Regions from separate parts of the Mus musculus genome. Here region 1 is linked to region 2. The links are chromatin contacts, called in public promoter capture Hi-C maps. All regions are on one chromosome and are shown on one strand. The core of a region is the stretch at or near the end of the contact, and the rest is flanking DNA. Distances in the headings are between cores, read along the strand shown. Region 1 holds the start of Chst10 (carbohydrate sulfotransferase 10). Region 2 holds the start of Ankrd39 (ankyrin repeat domain 39).

Region 1 (7,252 bases), core at 4,634-7,133, 2.4 Mb after region 2:
AATGAGATCTGACTCCCTCTTCTGGTGTGTCTGAAGATAGCTACAGTGTACTTAGATATAATAATAAATAAATCTTAAAAAAAAAAAAGTATGTAAGGTTTTCATGGGCCCTGGAGAAAAGCGTGCCTAGCTCACCATGGTGTGATTTCTTTGCTGATTACAGTGATCACTGTTGATTACAGTCTGGCTCATTAGTTGAGGCCATTGGCTGTCAGTCTTGGCTCTATGTTAGAATTGTTACAGCAATCCTGACCAACAGCAATGCCCCAGGTATGGGCAAGTCAATGGAGGTGACGCCAAAGCAGGTTTCCAAGCTCTGCACAAGACTCTCATGAGCAGCTGAGACAGGGAATTGCTGGTCTAGCCACCCCCTACCTCAGGCTTTCCTCAAACTCCAGTGTCCATGTGAATCCCCTGGGGAACTCGTTAAAATTCGAATTCTTGGTGTATTCCAGAGGAATGGCTACTCTCCCTCCATTTTCAGGACTGGTTGTAAAATCTCACAGAGCCACAGCAGTCCACAGATGCTCTGAATTAAGTGTGTTCTTGATCAATGGCTGAAAAACAGTTTAATTAGAATCTAAGACCATCTTCCATCACTGCCCCAAGTAGACACTGTAGAGTTAAGATTTAATGCCCATGGGGAAAGAAACCCTATGACAATGTGCCCTATTTTCTAAACAAAAAAGTACCCCCAATTCCTTCAGCCTCGCTTCTCTAAGTATGCCCTATTGTCTGAACTGTATCCCTAAATACAGATCTTCTCCCGCGGGCTTGCCACCATCCCAAGCTGTGAAGGTCCAGCTGCAAGGGGACTGGGACCTGGCATGCAGCTTTCCTTCAGGGTTCCACGAAAGGCTAGTGCTTCCCTGTAACTAGGTGATAAATAGCCTTTAAAAGGCCTGGCATTTGCTGTAATTAACTCCCCGTTGTTCGAGGAGCCAATACAGCCCCACTATGCCACTTGCAGCTAGCTAATGGTGGTGGCAGAGTTGAGCATGTCTCACACTGCTCTGGGCACAGCGTGCACCTGCACACAGAGCCCCAGCCCCCTGGGAGCTGGCATATCCATCTTCAGAGCCTTCCTCCTTCCAGTCATTAAGTGGTACACAAGATGCCAACGAGCCAAGGGGTGGGCTCTGAAAACCCACACACACAACTGGTGACTGTACAGAGGAAGAGAGCTAGGGAGAAAAGAACAACAGAGCCCATGAAAAGCCTGCACCTCTCTTCTCTCTCAAACAAAGGAGAGCCAGCACACATAAGAACGTCTGTCATCACCAGTCTCTCCTGCATTTTAAAAAAGGGATGCCTGTAGATCTGTTTGTCTCAGCTATCCATGTTCCCCTGTTGTTGAAGCACAAAGCCTCTCCCAGACGGATCCCATCCATCACATGCCTAGCTGGTTTAGAAAACGCTCTTTAAAAAGGTCCTGTGGCACACAGGCCCAGTCAACTCTGTTTATACAGGCTTTAGCCAGTCACTCATTCAGGAATACACCAACTGCCGTCAGAGCCCCCTGGAACACAGCGACAACACATGTTCTCTGCTCTAGTACTGAATGCTAATAAGAGAGGCTCATGTGCTAGGTGAGAGATCTGTGCAGATCAGTAACTGGGAAGGGTCAGGGCGGGAAAGCTAGGGCCTGGGGGAGGAGGGGGGATAGAGTGGTGTTAAAAGTAGTGGTCATTCATTTCAGAGAGACAGATTTAGTGGAGAACATGCCTGCCACCACTCTCAACACTGGGCATGCCCACTTGCCTGGGACACCATCTCTGGGCCATATCTAGGTAACTGGGAGCTGCTGCTGGCTATAGCATTCAAGGGTGAGCAAAGAGATAGACACGTGTATGCAGGGGGCAAGCAGTCCACAGGACTGACAGGGCACGGCCATTCTCACAACGGACTAGTTCAGGCAGCACCCTGATAACAGAGCACAAAGCCAGATCCTGGACTCCTGTTAGTTCTATAGGGTTCAGCTCTCCGGCAGAGATGAGATTTCTCAGTTCTGTTGGTGGTGCTTTGTACCCTGGTTCACTAGTCTGAATGTAAGTTCTCAAAGGTAGGAAGAAATTATGTTGCAGTTAATTGAGTGAGGAATGACCTGGGTGTTTTGTCTTTGTTTTTCAGTACTAGTTTAAAGGACATAAAGTTACTATTCAGCAGACTGTTGCTTGCCCCCTAACCCCAGCATCTCCCTCTAAGCTTGAATACATTTTTATCACCCCAATTGATCCGCGGCTCCTTTTCACATCCTACCAGGGCTCTGAGGACTTCTGGTACATACCACCAGCTCTTCACTCAGTAAGGGGCAGGCCTGCCATGCACTGCAGCTCCCGTTCAATGCAGCTTCTTTGCCTTAGTGCTGTGTGACTCCCAATTCTTTGATGTCAGCCTTTAAAAATGCACAGATTGGACCAGTGAGGTGGTTCAGGGTTAAATGTGATCAACAGGCCTGAAGACCTGAGTTCAATCCTTGGGAGTCACACGTTGGAAGAAAAGACTGGCTCCCAGAAGTTGTCCTTTGACCTCCACATGCTGTGTCTTGCCACATATATACTTGTAAAGACACACACACACACACACACACACACACACACACTCAGAGGCACAGATTCCTGAGAGCACACACGCATGCACGGGGTATGTGCAAAATAAATAAGGTAAAAGCGTGCACCAATTACAAACACCAGAAAAGAACAATCCTCCAGCCCTGAACATTTTCATACCAAGACCACATGCAGATCTCAGCTCCCTGTTTATAACGAATCCAACTAAACACCTGGGTGGGAAAAAAACAACTGAACCTGCATCTTTGAATGCATACTCGGCTATAAGAAAGCTAATTTTGATTACAAACAAAAAACTGGCGACAGGAGAAATGGAGCAAATGAGGGAGAGGTGAATGGGAAGTCTAGGTTCTAGAATTCTGAAAACTACAAGGAGGTCAGTGTCCCTTGTAAGCCTCGGGCAGTTGTGGAAGAGGTGGAGGCCGGGTCCTTACTCCACCACACCTCTGACTCCACAGTTACAATGCTGAACTTTGGCAGCACGTCCAGATAGATCCAAAGGAAACCTCACACAACCTGGTAATACCAAGGAGCTGCTAGGCTTGGAGGGACCCTGGGGAGGAGAGAACCAGACCTGAGGCCAGAACAAGGGGATATTACCCGCCCTCCCATACTTTTCAATTTTGAATTGTGACGTAGCAACAAATTTATCAAACTACAACTTATTAAGGCACAGAACAGTGTATGCATGTGTCTACATCGAGAGTTCTATCACAGGCCATTGAGCTTCTAAATTCACAGTGCATGATCTTCTGGACCGTAGTTCAGAATTCCCCTCTGTCTTCTCCACTGCCGTCCTCCCAACCCTGCCTTAGAAGGATGCGCTTGTCCTTGGTTAGCAGAAGAAAACATCCTAACTCTGTCCAGTGAGAGATACAAGAGTGGTGGAGGCAGAAGCTTGGAGTAAGGGAGAGTGTCCAGAGACTGTACATCGGGTATGAAGCCAGCACTAGCTGCAATGCACGCCATTTCAGGAACCATTTCTGAGTGTGTGCATACACAGCCATCAGCAGGGGCTTATGTCCCTGAGATGTCTAAATCGGAGAGACAGGAGGCACTACAGATATTGAAAAGCCATGATCTTAAATACCTGATGGGTTCACATTTTCCATCACGGACCATCTGCGGCCTGGGTTTGGAGGCGTCACATTGCCAAGCTGGACTTGTTCCTCTTGAGGTTTATGGTCCCTCTGTCACTGTGTGGGATGGTCTGAAATAACAGTGAGAATTCAAGGCCATCCTCGGCTGCACAGCTTGCAGTCAGAACGGGCTGCATAAACCCCATCTCAAAAACAAAAGACCAAAACCACCCCTCAAAGTTAGGTCAATTTTCTTAATATAACTTAGTTTCTATGGGAAACAGTCAGTTGGAATATTCATGCATATTTTCTAGAACAGGTTCCTCACAAAAAGCAGGTAGCGTCTGTATTTCTTGATAAGCAAGAATGTATTTCAAATGTGGCATAAGAGCCAGCTATTTAAGAACCATCTCTGTGATTCAGTAAGAAAATTAAAATTATTAATGAAATATATTTTATCATGAATAATCCAATTCCACTGTTTTATTTGCTAAATGTTGGGTAAATAATTTTTTATACAGAACCATGAGTTATTCCAATGACAGATACACTCTGGGTTCTGTCAAGCCTTAGCATCTGGCAGATTCTAGACAAACGTCACTTGATAAATGAATAATGGAATAAACGTCAACCTGGTGGCATTAGAGAAATCATAGGTAGGGCTGTTGGCACAATAAACAAACAATGGCCTTTATTCTAAAACAGGAAAACCTCAGTATTAAAATTAATGGTAAGTTCGCCTCACATAGCTTAAGCAATTCCAGACTGTGTGATGAGAAAACTGTCTGGTTCAGAAGATCTCAAGTTCAGGGTCTTATATAGTCAGTCCTCTCTCCCCACCGTACTCCTGGCTCTCTCCTAATTCTTCAAAACGGACCCAAATATTACTGCAAGTGGCACAGAATACTTGCAAGTGTTTTCTGATGCTCTTTGTTCAACTTTGCAAAAACAAAACAAACAAACAAACAAACAAAACTCTATTTTCCTTTCCGGGAGGGGGCGGCTTTCTTGGGAATTTCTTCTGTTCTTGAGGGTCAAGAGCAAACATGTGAAGATTTTTCTTTTCATCTTGAAACTCCAATTCTGCTTTAAGATAAACTATGTCCTAATTATCCTGGGGACCACTGAAGGTAGAAAGTCATTTCTCTCTTTGTGTCTTTTCTTTTTAACCCAGTCACTTAGAAAAGATGAAGTCGTGGCTAGTGATCAGCAAGCGGGAACGAAGCTGAGCTGTCTCACTTTAAGAATGTCTCAAGACATATCCTGCTCTGGCAGTTCCAATAGACCAGCGCAAAAACCCAACTCCTTGTGGCTAACCAGAACCTGCCTGGCTGAGCTACTTTGTATTCACTGCCCTGCCCTTTCCTGCCTTGAATAGACTTGGAGAACGAAAAAGCACCAGCTTTTGGAAAACCTGTTTCATCTTTCCAGCCAGAAAGTGCAGTAATTGATGCCTAGACCTCCAACTTCTGACAGACCTCTTGGTGAAGGTATGGGCCAGCAAGCAGGACCTGCTCGCAGGCAGAACTCCTTCCCCTAGCGCCCCGGGAGCCGCGCTCAACCGTGCGCTCCTTCGCAAAGGCTGCACAGGTTCCTCCCTCCAGTCCTCCTTCCCAGCACGCTCCTGGGACCCAAGTGGGAAAACATTCTCCTCTTTCCACCCCACCCCACATTTACAAACGCAAGTCTCCATCCCAGGGTGGCAAAGGTAGACGATGGATGGTTCAAGTATCATCGATTCCATTCATCACTGCATCCAGCACAAGGACGCCGCCTCGTTGCATAATTAAGTGATGAAGGCTCTTCCCAGGAATCTCTCCATCCAGGGACGTCTTTAAGTCGCCACAGCACACACCGAGGTAGCTCGCTGAGGAAAACCGAGTCCACCACCCTTCTGTCTACCCGGCAAAGGGGTGGGGGACAGCACTTCATTGAGACCCGCCACCCCCGAGTTCCCAGCTCACCCTCGTACATCGGCGCTCGCGCTCCTCCCAGCCGCTGGCGCTCTGCTCGGGCCTCGCGGGGCCTGTGGGCGTCCCCGGAGCCCCGGAGGCGGGCTCTGCCCAGACCTCCGCACCGCTACCCGCCTACCCTCCTGCAGGGTGCAGGGGTGCAGCCACGCCGGAAGGAGGAAGCCGGGCGCGTGCGAGCTTCGGGGTGCAAGACCGCCGCCCACTGCCGCCCGGGAGTGTGGGCCTGGTCCTGCGCGTCGTCGCCGCCACCGCTGTGCACGCGCGCGCGCGTCCACGTTGCAGGAAGCCAGGAGGACGCACCGCGCACCCACCATCCCAGGCCTCCTGGTCCCCATTGGCCTGTGGAGAAATTGTACAGATGCAGCAACCCAGCCGCACCGCGCAGAAAACACCTTGGAGAAGGCAAAGGAAATCCAAAACTTAGGAAAACGCAACAATGTCAACGACAATGAAACACATAAGTAGATCAACAATCATTCTTTAAAAAAAAAAATTTTTTTTGACCTGAGGAAAGGTCAGATCGCTTGAGCTTTGGTATAGTACAAATCTTTATTCTTCCTTAGTTATTTGCATTTGTTTCTATTCTGTTTTATTTTGTTTTTTCTTTTTTAAAAGACCATGCCTCAATGGAGTGCAGGCTTACCTGTAACTCACTCCGAAGCTCAGGTTGGACTCCAGCGTGAGGCAATCCTCCTTTCTCAGCCTCAGGGATGCAGGGCATGGTAAATGCTAGGTACCACACCTTCCTCTATCCATAGATTTTTTAAAATTACTTTTATTATTTTTATGTTTGCATCTCTGTGTGGGTGTGTATACTTGAATATAGGGCCCACAGAGTCAGGAAAAGTGTGGGATCCCTTCCAGCAAGACTTAAGAGGGAATTGTGAGTTACTCAGTGTGGGTGCTAGGAACTGAACTCAGGTCCTCTGCAAAGGTGGTACCACCTCTTAACTGCTGTGCCATCTCTCCAGCCCCATTCATAGTTTCTTAACAACCCTGATTGGTTACCTGGGCATGGTGGCTCACTTTAATCCCAGTATAGGGAGGCAGAGGTAGGCAAATTCTTGAGTTCTAGTCCAGCCTGGTCTACAGAGCAACTTCCACCAGGTCTACACAGAGAATGTCTCTCTCTCTCTCTCTCTCTCTCTCTCTCTCTCTCTCTCTCCACACACACACACACACACACACACACACACACAGAGAGAGAGAGAGAGAGAGAGAGAGAGAGAGAGAGAGAGAACTGGTTAAGAAATGTCTGGAGAAAAACTTTTACAAACTGGCAGGGTTGGTTTCTCAGTGAACTTATCTCAGTCAGAAGGAGTCATCTGCAGACAGGAAGCCTCCCCAGGAACACAACACAGACAGTGAATGGGGAGTAGACCCCATTATCTCCAAGGCTGTTCTCCTGCCCAGGAGTACTGGGCCAGGCTCCGAGAAGACAGCTTCTGTGTGATTCAGAAGTCCAGTTTCTGTACGTTTCACTCAGAAGCTGTGACTTTTAAAAGGCCCAATTTATGAAGATTATGACTGACTTTTGTCCTGACAATGGCTGGCCAGCCCTTGCCCACCTCACCTCCTGACTCCTCAGTCCCTCCCTCATCTTGCCACCCCTCCTCTGTTCCCCCAGAAC
Region 2 (7,166 bases), core at 135-2,634:
CAGCCTGAAGCGGACTAACAAACAAAACAGACCATGTCATCGGACAGAGGGCTTGCATATTTTAGAAACATAAGGGTGATGGCTGCAAGGGTGAGAACCATAAAGAGGTACAGAAACACAACAGTCAGTCTGGCTTGGGGAACTAAACGCAATAGGAGGCGCTGGAGAGGCGGCTCAGTTAAGAGTTCTGTCTGCACCAGGCCGGTGGTGGCGCACGCCTTTAATCCCAGCACTCAGGAGGCAGAGGCAGGCGGATTTTTGAGTTCGAGGCCAGCCTGGTCTACAAAGTGAGTTCCAGGACAGCCAGGGCTATACAGAGAAGCCCTGTCTCAAAAAAAAAAAAAAAAAAGAGAGAGAGAGAGAGAGAGAGAGCGCTCTGGCTGCTCTGCAAAGGACCAGGGTTGTTTCTCAGCTGGTCACATCTGTAACTGCCAATTCCAGGGAATCTGAAGCCCTATTCTGGCCTCCAGGAGCTAAATGCACATAAATAGTCTTTAAATTAAAAAAAGCGTAAATGTAATCATCTCATTTGTTATTTTCTAAAGGTACAGCGGAGAAAACACTTCAAGAGGAGGAAGCGGGGAGTCCTATTATGTCCCTAGTCCAAAAGATGGGGGTAGCAGAGGTGTAGAGAAACGCCGCCCGCTAGGAAGCCATTCCTATGGTAACCATCAAGTGTTCCGTATCATCAGCCCTACACTGATGACAACCTTGCTACAACTGCACAAACTACCTGTTCCTGGGGATAACATGGTAACCGGCACAGAAGAACAGGGACCACTGCTAATAGCAAAATCTCTGTATGATTTTGGACAAAACAGTCACACCCCTGCGCTCCACAGTAAATCTTTCGAGATCACTGTCATTGCTAAAACTTGTACACTCACACCCGAGAGCAGCAAGGGCCAGCTGCCCTGACCTCCCCGGTGGATACGAACCACCAACTGCAGATTCTTTCCCTAGCTCCTCTGTCACCTGACCAGGCTGTCTCCTAGCTGGGTTGGTCTCCAGACCCAGTTCAGAAACCAATGCCTCAATTTACCCGTCCGCACTCGAGACGGAGTAGTCGAGGGGCTTCCTGCCACGCTTTGAAGCCAGCCTTCCTGCACCAGGCCCGGAAGCTCCAAACACGGTTCGAGGCCTCCTTCAGTCCACGTTCCCGGAGATGGGGCTGGAGATTGCCCGCCGCCGGCAACGCGGCCGCCTCACCCCTCTCACCCCTGTCGAAGTCCATCTCCTCCAGCGTCTGCTGTACCCCGGGCACCGCACTAGGGTGAGAGCAGCAGGAGCCATCCGCGCAAAGGTGCGGCGCCGCCATCCCGGCGGCCGGGACTGCAGCCAAGCGCTCCTACGAAATGCCCACCCCTCCGTCCCAGGTTGACCACTCGACGTCCGTAGTTGACCTTCGAGTCCCGCCTCCTCGCCCCAGGCCAACCAATCCTGCATTTAGACCTTAGCTTAGCAACCAATGAAAGTGGTGAGGTGTGGCTGGATAGACTGAGCCTTGCTGCTTTGCTACCACGGGAGGGCGCCCAAGGCTAACTAAGCACAAGGAAGAGCAAAGGCTCGGGAATCCGTTGAGCTCCCCGGGAGGAGGCAGGACAGTTCGTGCAGCCTCGCCTTGTAGGGTGAGGGGACCAGGCAGCTTGGCCTGTCTGGTAGTGTTTATGTCGCATTCGCCAGAACCGAGGCCTCGCAGGTTCCCCAGGGCACAAGGACTCTAGACGCGGCCCATAGTCCCTCTCTCATCTCCCAAGCATCACTTGAGCTGTAGGCCATCCATGGTCAGATCAGTGACCCGCCAGAAAGCTACTAACACTCTGACCCTCGTTCTTTAGCAATCCATCAGGAAGCAGGTGGCCTGAGGGCAAGGACCTGGTAGACCACCTTTGTGCTTAAGCCTCTGCCCACTCAGTGGGCGCTGGTTGCCAACACCCACTGGGCAGACAACTGAGCTAAGGGAAACACACTCAAGTATTTCCCAGCCTCTTCTGACCCACACTCAGGGAAACAGCAGCCTGCTCAAGGGTCATCCAAGTGTATGGGGGGTGGGGGGTGGGGTGGCAGCTAAGGGTGGGCAGAGAGCTCACTGTGGTCTCTGTTCCTATGTACCGGTTAGATTGATCTAAACCAGGTGTGTCCAAATTGCAGCCAACAACAGCATCAAATTTAGCACAACACAAAATCTTAAAATGTCTTTTTTTTTTCCTCCTTCCTATTTTCCTTCTCGAAATCCGATTGGCAGGCAGCTCTCATTAAGGGCGCTCAGAAATGAATCCAGGCTGGGCCTGTTGTTTTTCCCAGGAACATCTGGGCCTACACCACTCCCTCACTAAGACAAGGGCTTGATACTGACTGGGTGGCAATAGGGGACTATCCCTACCCAGATAGGACATTCGAGACTAGCATTCTTCCCCTCCCACGGAGCTTGTCCTAATCTCCATCTTTATAAAGACACTGTCCACACAACTTGAGAAGCCTCTCCTTCAGCCCCTGACTCCCTGCTCACCCTCCCTATAGTTCTGGGAAGACCGTCTCCTTCTCCTCCTCTTCCCGAACGCTCTGCCTTGTTTCCCTGTGGCACCAGGCCAAGTCCAGCTCCCAAGCAGAGTAGCCCTGCTCTGGCTCCCAGTCCCATAGGCATCACTGTGGGAAAACACTTGAGTCTCAGCTGGCCCCTCCAGAGATGCACGGACAGGCATTAAGACCATGATGGCCCAGACCAAAGGATGAGTCCCTCTTAGGTCAATAAGTGGGTTTGAGTCAAAATATCTGTGTGGCAGGGTTAAATTTCATTTTCTCCATTTTATTTGTCAATATAAAAATACTCAAATATTTACAACAAATAAATATGTGGGGACACAATAAGTTACACTGTTAGCCCTTTTCCCAGAGCAGGGAGAGGATAGGCCAGTATCCATAGCATGCCCACCTCCTCCCTTCCCTCCCCCAACAACCCTTCCCAGCCCTGTCAGAAGAGCGCAAATATAAAATACCACCGAACCCGGAGGGCAAGTGGGAGGCCCTGCCCACCCCTCCCCCTGAAGCAGGAGGTTCCATCTCCACCCCCAACCCCCGCCCTGAAAACATTCACAGCCCTAGGAGCAGGGCTAGGCCCACCCCCGAGTCCCGCACTCCCCCAAAAGGGGTACAACACCCTGTCCTTCCCTTCCCCGTATGTACATCACTGCCCCAAAGCTTGGGACAGCTGGGGGTAGGAGAAGCAAAGTGCTATGACCCCCTTCCCCTTCATAGCTCCAAAGACTCAACCAGGAGGACCCCAGGCCAAGGGAAGACGTGATAGAGACAGGAAAGTTACAACACACACACACACACACACACATTCTTCCACATGCATACCAACACATATATGCACAAACACGCCCACATCTTGAAACCTCTTCCTTGCAAAGTTTTGGCTGCTGGGGTCCCACATGTCTCAAATTCACAGAGGAGGGTGTGTCTCCTGTGAGGCTGAAGTCCTGGTGAGCCACACCAAGTGGCAGTGCCCATGCTGAGCAGGTCCTCACGGCCGGGCAAATGCTGGGCAGTGTCTGTCCCAGGCAGAGCAAGTGCCCCTGCCATGTCCCTGAGGTAGCTGGTGCCTGTGCAAAAGTTAAGAGTGCACCTCCCATGAGACCCCCCCCCGCCAATGAGGTGGGGGGGTCCCCTCATACTGAAGACTCCTCTGGGTTGGAGTCAGGCAGCGGCTGGCGCTGTTGTAGTTTCCGTCGTAATTCATCCGCGAGCTCAGGCAGTGGGTGCCCAGATCCTCCTCGGTCCTCTCCGCCCAACTGTAAACGCACATAACCATTGGCATTTGAGTTCCGACCACCTCCTAGGTGGAGCCGAGTTGGAGAAGGCAGAGGCTGGCCAGGTATGCCAGGAGGTGGGGAAGGGGGCCCACCCCCAGGCTGGCACCGGGCGTGACCAGGCACAATCTTGAGAGAGCCATCCGAATAGTAGTACCCGACAGGATCCCAAAGTTTCTCATCAGTTTCGGGGCCAGGACGGAAGGGGGGACTGGCAGGCTCCTTGGGCAGTTCCAAGGGGTACACCAGTGTCCTCTCAGATGCCTTGGCACCCTTTTCTAGCTCTTCTCGAAGTCGCCGGCGGAGCGATAGGACCAGCAGCAGCAGCACCAGGCACACAGCCCCCAGGGCCACCACAGCGAGCCACACGAGCCCCAGGTTTTCCAAGGGAGCCCGTGCCTCCAGTGTCACCGACGAGCCGGCCACGACAGCAACAAGGTAGCTTTCTGCAGCCAGTCTTGTCCCCTGCTCCTCTGAATAGCAACGATAGGGTCCAGAGTGACGGGACTGTGCGGCCATCACCACCAGCGCCTGGAGTCCCGTGTCATAAAGAAAGGAGCCAGGTTGTTCTGCAGGCAGGTCCTGGCTTCCGAAGGTCCAGTGGGCATGGGCCAAATTGGACGAGAGGTGGCAGGGTAGGACCAGGTCTGTGCCTGACACAACGGTGATGTTCTTGGGAATAGATCTGACTGCAGAGGCAGAAATGAGAGAGAACCCAGTGTTAATGCAGGAACCCCAGGTCCCACAGTGAGAGGTGATAAACTAACTCTGGCTGTGATCCAGGGGCCCATCCTCAAAATGAGGGAACAAAAGGAAAACAGCTCACCTTTTTTAATGCCATACTGGTTACACATCTTTGAAGTGTCCAAGTTCGCCACATGTTGGACCAGAAAGGACCTGGTAGGGAAGAGAAGTGGCATCAGAGATCCAACTCCAATCACCTTAGCCTCCCCCTCCTGGCCCTGGCACTCAGAGACGACTGACTCACCCCGAGCGACCACTGGTGGTGGCCACACAGCGGCTGGTGTTGACATTCCAGGCACAGTAAGGGTCCCTGGCCAGGACACAGTCTACACAGAAACGGTACTTTGTGCAGTCGGCCAGAGACAGCTGAACCAGCTGAGAGCGGGAGCCAGCAAAGAGCACCTTCTACAGTAAAACAAAGCACAGGGTAAGCCACACCACGCCTCGGGGTGATGGCTGAGATTTGTTCAGAGAGCATAAACATACTAGGTCCCCCAAGGAAGAAAAAGGCAGCGGAAGAAAAATCCAGGCCAGAGGAACAATTTTGATGAGGGCTTACGACAAGCCATCAAAATCCTAATCACTTTACAGACATGACCTTCTTAGACAGGGACGGACGGCAGACCCGTGAGGCTGAGGCGTACGCTCACTTGCTCACACTCGGGCCAGGAAACTCAGTTTCCCCCGGCCCCCGGAGCCAGCACAGTGACAGCAGTGCCTATGGAAGGTGGGGTTCCTCTGTTTGAATGGTGACTGCCAATCTGCATGCTTGCTCAGCCCCACAATTCCCTTGCTGCCATCTCATTATTCAGCGTTGTAGGGAGCAACTTTGAGTCATAGTAGCTGGTAAAGGGCAAGCAAATCAGAATCCAGAGGGTGATGCGAATATGAGTTTTGCATAAAGGTGTTAAAAAAAGAAAGAAAGAAAGAAAAGAAAAAACGTGAACACTTAAATGAGCCCGGAGACTGAGGGCCTGGCTCAGACACCCACTAGGGACTCAAAGAAATCGGATGTCTCTGTTGCTTGGGTACCAAAACATCTTGACCGAGAAGAGACTGCAGATAGAGCTGCAGCCCCACTTGGAAGGAGTTTGCCAAGGCTGGATTCTGGGAATGGGGGCCCCACAGGGACTGGCTCTATAAGAGAACCTTCAGAGGACAGGTTCTGGCCACCTTAGATCTCTTACTTCTGGGAACTCGAGAGCTACATGAGCCCAACTATGGATGGCATAGAGCCTGGGCGCCAGATAGACAATGGAGCAGAGAACAGAGAGGGAGGTGCGTGTGGCCCAGTCTTACTACCTTGCTCTGAGACAGCACCAGACTTTCCACTGGCTCCTGGTCAAACACCTGCAGTTCCTCCACCATGTGGATCCAGGGCCCCAGGCTCACAGCCTTCAGCAGCCAGCCATCTCCTGGAGAGGTGATGGGAATATGCAAATGAGGAATCAGGCTATGGGGCCTCCCCAGGTTCCCAGCCTTGGGCACACCTGAAGCGCCTACCTGTACCAATGAACAACACTGTATAGGTGGCACCATCAAGCCCTGGGACCCTGTCGGCCACCACGTGTGTGAAGTTAGTGTTCTTCTTCACAAGTAGGGGGCGGCCCAACCGAGGCTTCACCTGGTCCTCCATCAGGGGGTGCTTCTTGATGAAGTTGAGGGTGTTGTCCGGCAGTTCCAGGGAACTGGTGTAGCCATTGTCTCGGTGCCAGTTGTTGATACACTGTGTCGGGGAGGGGCGTGGGGAGGGCGGCTGTCAGTCAGCTGGCGAATAAGTGGGTCCTGGAGCCGATGTTGGGAATACATCCCCAAGCCGAAAACTCACCGAACCAGGCCGAGGGCTGGGTACCGGGTCAGTATAGCGGGCCCACTTCTGGGCTTGCTCACTGTACTCCTTGTAGGGACCCTCAAACACTTGCTGGATCTGTTCCAACTGGTACTCACAAACTGCAGACAGGTCCATATCGCCCCTGTTAAAGAAGGACCTTGGAAGTCAGGTTGGGTGCCTACTTGCTCCCACCATACCAGGGAACAGAGGAAAAAGTAGGAAGGGCAAAGCTTAGTATGGAGCAGTCACGACCATGAGGTAGCCCTGAGGTGTCACCCCAGGCAGCTTTCTGCTCACCTTCCCCCACCCAGCTTTAGAAAGAGCAGGCGCAAAGTCATCTTGGCTGCCAGGCACTGACCCGCTGGACTTCCTCCAGACGCCTGTGCGGGGGCCCTCACACCCACACACTATCCCTACCTGACCACCTGCTCCTCCCTACCCCCAGCTACCCCATAGCCGCTTACCATCGCGCTTGAAAAACCCCGAAGAAGGTGGTGTTGTGCCAAGAGGCGCCCCGCAGGGTGTGCACCGCCTTCAGCTGGTTGAAGTAGACCTTCCAGTCAGGGGCTGAGCACACCAACCGAGCCTTCAGGAACGTCGTCCATTTCTTCTGCAGCGTCCGTGCTCCCCCCATGTCACCCTGGCAGATGGCAAGGAGACAAGGCTGGTCAGCCCCTGCCAGGCCTTCAGGGCTCCCGCTGCCCACCACTGCGGAACTTGGTACCTTACAGACTCTCGCCACACGAGCCACCACCTGCTCGGAATAGCAGTCATACTCC

Evidence for each region. Promoter capture Hi-C pulls out the DNA fragments that hold promoters and counts their contacts.
Region 1: a promoter capture Hi-C map of pre-B cells shows a contact between it and region 2, with 4 times the contacts expected there. The contact joins the promoter of Chst10 here to the promoter of Ankrd39 in region 2. A contact is called at or near these places in 1 of 39 promoter capture datasets (pre-B cells) and 1 of 115 datasets of contacts at active chromatin or transcription factors (astrocytes).

What each region holds. Positions count from the first base shown.
Region 1 is chr1:38,892,277-38,899,528 of GRCm38.p6, forward strand. Chst10 (carbohydrate sulfotransferase 10) reads right to left here and starts at 5,884. Exons shown (of 7, transcript NM_145142.2): 1 at 5,614-5,884; 2 at 3,661-3,780. The coding sequence starts at 3,682. Gm51581 reads left to right here and starts at 4,334. Exons shown (of 3, transcript XM_030243909.1): 1 at 4,334-4,379; 2 at 5,126-5,357; 3 at 5,441-6,674. The coding sequence starts at 4,334. The coding sequence ends at 6,074.
Region 2 is chr1:36,545,868-36,553,033 of GRCm38.p6, forward strand. It overlaps Ankrd39 (ankyrin repeat domain 39), which reads right to left and starts at 1,385. Exons shown (of 4, transcript NM_026241.4): 1 at 1,219-1,385. The coding sequence starts at 1,318. Sema4c (sema domain, immunoglobulin domain (Ig), transmembrane domain (TM) and short cytoplasmic domain, (semaphorin) 4C) reads right to left here. Exons shown (of 15, transcript NM_001126047.3): 8 at 7,112-7,166; 9 at 6,852-7,027; 10 at 6,385-6,529; 11 at 6,060-6,282; 12 at 5,859-5,971; 13 at 4,801-4,961; 14 at 4,639-4,709; 15 at 2,772-4,501. The coding sequence ends at 3,672.